Linked DNA regions of Mus musculus: region 2 is linked to region 1. A link is a contact called in public HiCAR-type data. All regions are on one chromosome and are shown on one strand. The core of a region is the stretch at or near the end of the contact, and the rest is flanking DNA. Distances in the headings are between cores, read along the strand shown. Region 1 overlaps Gm11958 (predicted gene 11958). Region 2 overlaps Hormad2 (HORMA domain containing 2).

What was found. HiCAR-type assays count read pairs that join an accessible place to other places.
Region 2: a HiCAR-type map of Th17 cells shows a contact between it and region 1, with 6 times the contacts expected there. The contact joins two enhancer-like sites. A contact is called at or near these places in 2 of 15 datasets of contacts at CTCF or cohesin (CD8 T cells and the NIH/3T3 cell line), 5 of 484 Hi-C or Micro-C datasets (8-cell embryo, Th1 cells, bone marrow-derived macrophages and 2 more), 17 of 115 datasets of contacts at active chromatin or transcription factors (the 230-238 cell line, CD8 T cells, the HPC-7 cell line and 11 more) and 3 of 9 other capture datasets (adipose tissue, liver and pancreatic islet).

The regions. Positions count from the first base shown.
Region 1 is chr11:4,287,740-4,290,488 of GRCm38.p6, forward strand. All of the region lies in intron 2 of Gm11958 (predicted gene 11958), which reads left to right. Among named protein-coding and RNA genes, the nearest start is that of Gm11958, 3.6 kb to the left of the region's middle. Within about 2 kb of position 1,377, at least 74 of the 459 cell types and tissues checked have an H3K27ac peak or open chromatin away from gene starts, as enhancers often do. A contact at or near this core is called in CD8 T cells, the HPC-7 cell line, the SCID.adh cell line and 3 more, where this site is marked.
Region 2 is chr11:4,421,290-4,424,038 of GRCm38.p6, forward strand. It overlaps Hormad2 (HORMA domain containing 2), which reads right to left. Exons shown (of 11, transcript NM_029458.1): 6 at 300-320. Among named protein-coding and RNA genes, the nearest start is that of Hormad2, 18 kb to the right of the region's middle. Within about 2 kb of position 1,407, at least 62 of the 459 cell types and tissues checked have an H3K27ac peak or open chromatin away from gene starts, as enhancers often do. A contact at or near this core is called in CD8 T cells, the HPC-7 cell line, the SCID.adh cell line and 3 more, where this site is marked.

The DNA of each region.
Region 1 (2,749 bases), core at 127-2,626:
GGGAGTTCTTCCTCTCTTGGGGGTGCCTCCTCATCTGCAGCCTTTGTAATCCCTGTGACAATCCTGTCCACTGTGGTGGTTTCCCAAGTTCTGTGAGGGGCTCAAACAAACTAACGGAAGGCAGGGAGGGAGTGTGGGAACCTGTTTTATAGTCGGCATGTGAGCAAAAACTCCTGGCATGAGCTGGAAGCAGACCCTACCGGTGAGCGGCGAGCTTGGCAGGACTGAGTGGATTCAAGAGCACCCAGCTGTGTCATGAACTTCCGAGTTGCTTGCTGGTGTGGTCACAGAAATGTTCAGAAGGAGAAACTGAGTCAGAGGTGGATTGGCTTCTTCCTTATGTAGCCTCAGACGCCCACCTCAGGTAGCCCGTTCTGTCACAGTCCTTTGTCCACGTTCCCATTCCTCTGCTCTCGGGGCTGACACAGACCAACTTCATTCAGCCTTTGGCTATGAAGCCTCTGCACATTTGAGGACATCTGTGTGAGTTTTCTCTATCATACTGAACAGCCTCTATGGGACATTGCCTCTGTGTGTGTGTGTGTGTGTCTGTGTGTGTGTGTCTGTGTAAGTGTATGTGTGTGTGGCTGTGGCTGTGTGTGCGTGCATGTGGCTGTGTGTGTATATGTAAGTGTATTTGTGTGTGGCTGAGTGATGTGGCTGTGTGTGTGGCTGTGTGTAAGTGTGTATGTGTGTGTGTGTCCAAGTGTGTGTGGCTCTGTGTGTGTGTATGTGTTTCTGTGTGTGTGTGTGTGTGTGTGTGTGTATGTGTGCCTGTGTGAGTGTATGTCTATGTGGCTCAGTGTGTGTGTGTGTCTGTGTAAGTGTATGTGTGTGTGGCTGAGTGATGTGAATCTGTGTGTGTGCATGTGGCTGTGTATGTGTATGTGTGTATGTGTAAGTGTGTGTGTGTGGCTGTGTGTAAGTGTGAGTGTATGTGTGTCCAAGTGTGTGTGTGTGTGTGTGTGAACCCAGGGTTTTGCACATTCTAGGCAAGGTTCTATCAGCTAACCCAGGATGCATGACCTAAATGTGGAGCTGGTCTCCTGCTCCTGCAGAATCCCAGGCCTTCTGTCACCTGCCATGTCAGCTCAGAGCCAACAGGGCTAAAGGAGAGTGGTGGAGTCCAGGAGCCCCAACACCTTGGCTGCCTCTACAAACCTCAGCTTATCTCCCACTGAACAGAGAAGACACCTTCAGGCCTTGTTTGTGCTGTGACCCCACAGAGAGCAGAAGCAAGGTGAAGTCACAGACCAAGACAGCACAAGAAGTGCCATTATGCCCTGCTTAGCCCTGTCCTAGAACCTTCGTCGCTGGCCAGGGATTGAATTCTGACTCTAGAGACAGAACTGTAAGGATGCCACACCTGCCTTAGAGAACAAAGCAGTCATCCGTCTACAGTGCAGAAACACTGGCTAGAGAGTCCCAGTCATGGGGTGGGAGGACAACAAAACAAAACAATTTCAATGACAACACAGTGGCATTGGCTGCCTTCAGATTCAGGACCCATAAATCCCAGGGCATCAGGGACTCAGGGGCCAAGGCAGAAAGGAAGAGATTGTAGGACTTCTGAGACTGGAGGCAATGGAAGGATGAGGGAGGCCCTGTGGATTCAGTGTTGGTAGAGTGTGATCTGCATGGCCTATGCCCAGGTCCCTGCCTCTCTCTCACACCCACCTCCTCTTTCACTTTCTCTTGTGGCTTCTGTTTCCTTCCTCCCTTCAAAGCTTGTGAGCTATCACCTCGGGAGCCTCTCTCTGTCTTTTCTTGGAATTTGCCCAGGAGGTGACACCTGCTCTTCTGTTTCGATTTCTCCTCAGGCATCAGTGTTTCCCCAGGGAGGCCCAGGAACAGGGTTTCAGGGGGAGGACAGCAGGCCATCCTAACAGACAGGAAGGCAGGCATGTGTCACCTGGGCTCACAAGTCCCCCTGATCGCCTGCCCTGCGTCCCTCCACGTGCTTGCTGATGTCCTGACGAACTGTTCACAGATCTGACCTCCCTGATGTATGAGTTCTGTCAAATCTAAACCTTAAACTTTTCTTCCCTCCCAGACAGCCTCTCCCTATGGAGTTCAGGCTAGCCTCAGGCTGGCCTCTCCTGTCCCTGCCACTGTGGAGCTCAGGCTAGCCTCAGGCAGGCCTCTCCTGTTCCTGCCACTGTGGAGCTCAGGCTAGCCTCAGGCTGGGCTCTCCTCTCCCTGTCACTGTGGAGCTCAGGCTAGCCTCAGGCTGGACTCTTCTGTCCCTGCCTCTGAAGTGCGGGGACAACAGGTGTGCACCACCATGCTTGCCTCTAGCCTTCTCTTTTTGACATAGCTTTATAGAGATAGGGTGCTCCACCATTCAACCCTCTCATTCAAAAGGGCAGTTCAGTGGCTTTTAATGTATTCAGATGTATACCTACAACCACAGAGAATTTTAGAACATTTTTTGTAACTGTAAAAATAACCATGGCTTGGCATGGTGGCACAGATCTTTGATTCTAGTACTTGTGAAGTTCAGGCTCACATAGCCTGGGCTACTGTCCTAATACAAAAAAATTCACATAAATGCACTCATTTGAGTAGCCTTTGAGGACCAATGTCTGTCATTTAAGTTAGTGTTTGCAAAGATGGCCCTGCTGGAACATAGTTTCTTTTTTCTGTTCTTTCTTTGTTGTTGTTGTTGTTGTTGTTAGAACCAGGGTTTCTCTGTGTAGAGGAGCCTGGTTGTCCTGGAACTCACTCTGCAGACCAGGCTGGCCTTGAA
Region 2 (2,749 bases), core at 157-2,656, 130 kb after region 1:
AAAAGTCCACAAAACTTTCAAACAAAAGACTTTGGATCTGTTACATATCTAAAAATATATTTAAATCCTAAGCATTAATATGATATATTCTCTCATATGATATGTTCTCTCATATAATAATATATATGTCAAAGAAATATACTGAACATTTATAATATCTTAAGTTCTGATATATCCAATTTTGAAATGCTAAAATGTCATAAATCTCACGAGGGGAAGCGGGAAAGATGCCTGTTTAATGCTGTACTTGCCAAAAGTTCATGCAGAGACAGAGACTTGGCCTTTAAGTTTGTACTTACTGTTAATACTGCCATGTGTAGCTTCAAGAGAAAAGAAAACTCTGTTATTATATGTTTGTACTATAGTATTGACAATTCTGATGAAGACTAATTCAAATATTACTTCAGAGAGAAAATATTCAGAAGGTCAGAAAAAGGAACTAATTCACCCATTCAAACAATTTCTATTACAAACACTGGCTTTACTGGGACAAAAGAAGGATTATCAAAAAAAAGTTTCTTATTTTCTAATTCGGGAACCAAAAGATATGCAAAACAATCCATTATTGTTCAAAATTAAATGTACCACAAGAATCCCTAATAAGTACTCCTTTTAAAATTTACCAAGCAAGGTAAACAACTTAGAAACTCTGATGTGTCTCACAAACTCGTGCCTTTCTCTATACATCACAAAACTACAAAGACATTCTCTCAGCTTTAAAGAATATTGAATATACAGACATAAATAGAATCAACACTATGATAAATTCTTAAATATAAAACGTGAGGACCATAATTCTGTAGCAGTTGACTAAAACTTTAGTGCCACCTTGTGGCTATTTTAGCATATAACTGATTTTTTTTTTCTTCTTTATAACTGATTTTTATGACCACACAGTAAAACTATTAATAGTTTATTGTCACATTAAAAGAAGAAAGAATATGGCTAGCCGCTGATCTCAAGATGCATGCCGACTAGAAAGGGGAACTAACAGTAAGAAAATCACATGGCCACACTGTTATACTCAGGGTCTGCTGTGAAGAAACAACACAAAGTGTTAGGGGAACCCTCAAATGAGGGACAATTTTAGCGGCAGGACAAGATGGAGCTAGGCAGGCCATGCATAGGGTCTGGACAGACCTTTTTGAGCAAGAGGAACAGTATGTGGAAGATACTGGCATCCTAGAGAGTCTTCGTGTAGCCTGAGCATGGGAGTGAGGGAGGGTGTCTTAGAAAATCAATAGGGACATTCAGGCCTGCTCGATCGTGCAAACAGCTTTGAACACTTTTTTAAATTCCTGGGAAATTTTTAGGCATAAAGGATAACATGATCAGAGTTCAGTTTCTGAAAGAATGTAGTGTGGTTCACGAGCAGGAATTGTGAGAGATGAGAGGGGCAATAGGGGAAGTACCCAGAATTTCATAACTAGTAAGACCATGTTCTTCAACAGGACATCTTCCAAGGGCACTTGCTACTTGAAACCTGGTTTTACTTGAACTACTCTTTGTTTCTTTGGGTTTTCTTGAGACAGGGTTTCTATATAACAGTCCTGGTAGTCCTGGAACTCACTCAGTAGGTCCCACTGGCCTGAAACTCACAGAGACCTGCCTCTACTTCCTGAGTGCTGAGTTTAAAGGCTTGCGTCACCAGTGACCTGCTTTTTTATTCCTCTTCCTCCTCTTCCTCTTCCCCCACTCCTTTCTTCTTTGTAAGAAACAGGGTCTTGTCACCGCGTGGATGGCCTTGATCAGGACTGTTAGCTGAGATCTCTGGAGTGAAAGAGGGTCTTGTCACGCGTGGACGGCCTTGATCAGGTTAGCTGAGATCTCTGGAGCTGCCCTTCTGAAGGATTCAGAGTTTTTGCATAACTTAGTCCCAAGACATACCTGGCGAACCAGGAAATCTCCTGACTGAACTGCTTAGGTAATCGGCCTTCACACAACTCCTACATCAGATAAGAGGTTTTGCTATGCGGAAATTGTCTTGCTAAAAGTGCCTTTTTTGTGTAACAATAAAGAACTTATGAAAAGTTCCTAGGTGTTCAGTACTTCCGAGGCTAATCCATCCCGCTGCGCTGCCGAGAAGCCAAATTCATCCTGCAATGTCTCTTTCTCAACCCAGACCCCAGACAACCAATAATTTAGCAACAGGTACAGCTGAACCAGTAGATAACTAGCAATCATTAGCCCTCATATGAGCAACACTCACCTCCTGCCATGTCTCTAAGCCCTTCCCTGATCTGTCTTATCTTTGTATCCCTCTGTCCCCTGGGTCAAAATGGAATGAATGTGAGTAACTGTTCACCCAAGGTGGGAAGGAGTGAGGGACTCCGTGACTACATTACTGACACAATGGCAAGCCTCTTCACTGCAGCTTAACGTGGAGCTGACGAGTGAAGACTTGGGGGAATGGAGCAAGCATAGGAGCAGGGGTTTCATTCAGGTGCATCGCATCTCTTCAGCCAGACCTTGAGCCTTCATTCTTCACATTCTTCATTCGTGTCTACTGAAGCATGAGAGAGCATACGCACTTAAAATCTGGGCTGTGTCTTTTAAAAGTTCAAAGTTATACACAGGAGTTATAATTAACAAAATAAAATAGAGTAAAACTTCATTATTTAACTATTTCTTCTTTTCCATCTGCAAACCGAGTCACCGCTATTTAGAACATGTTCAACGTGCTAACTACCAGATTCTTGTCTTCCTTAACCCACATCCTGTGGATCTTGTCCAGTGACTTCAGAGGAAA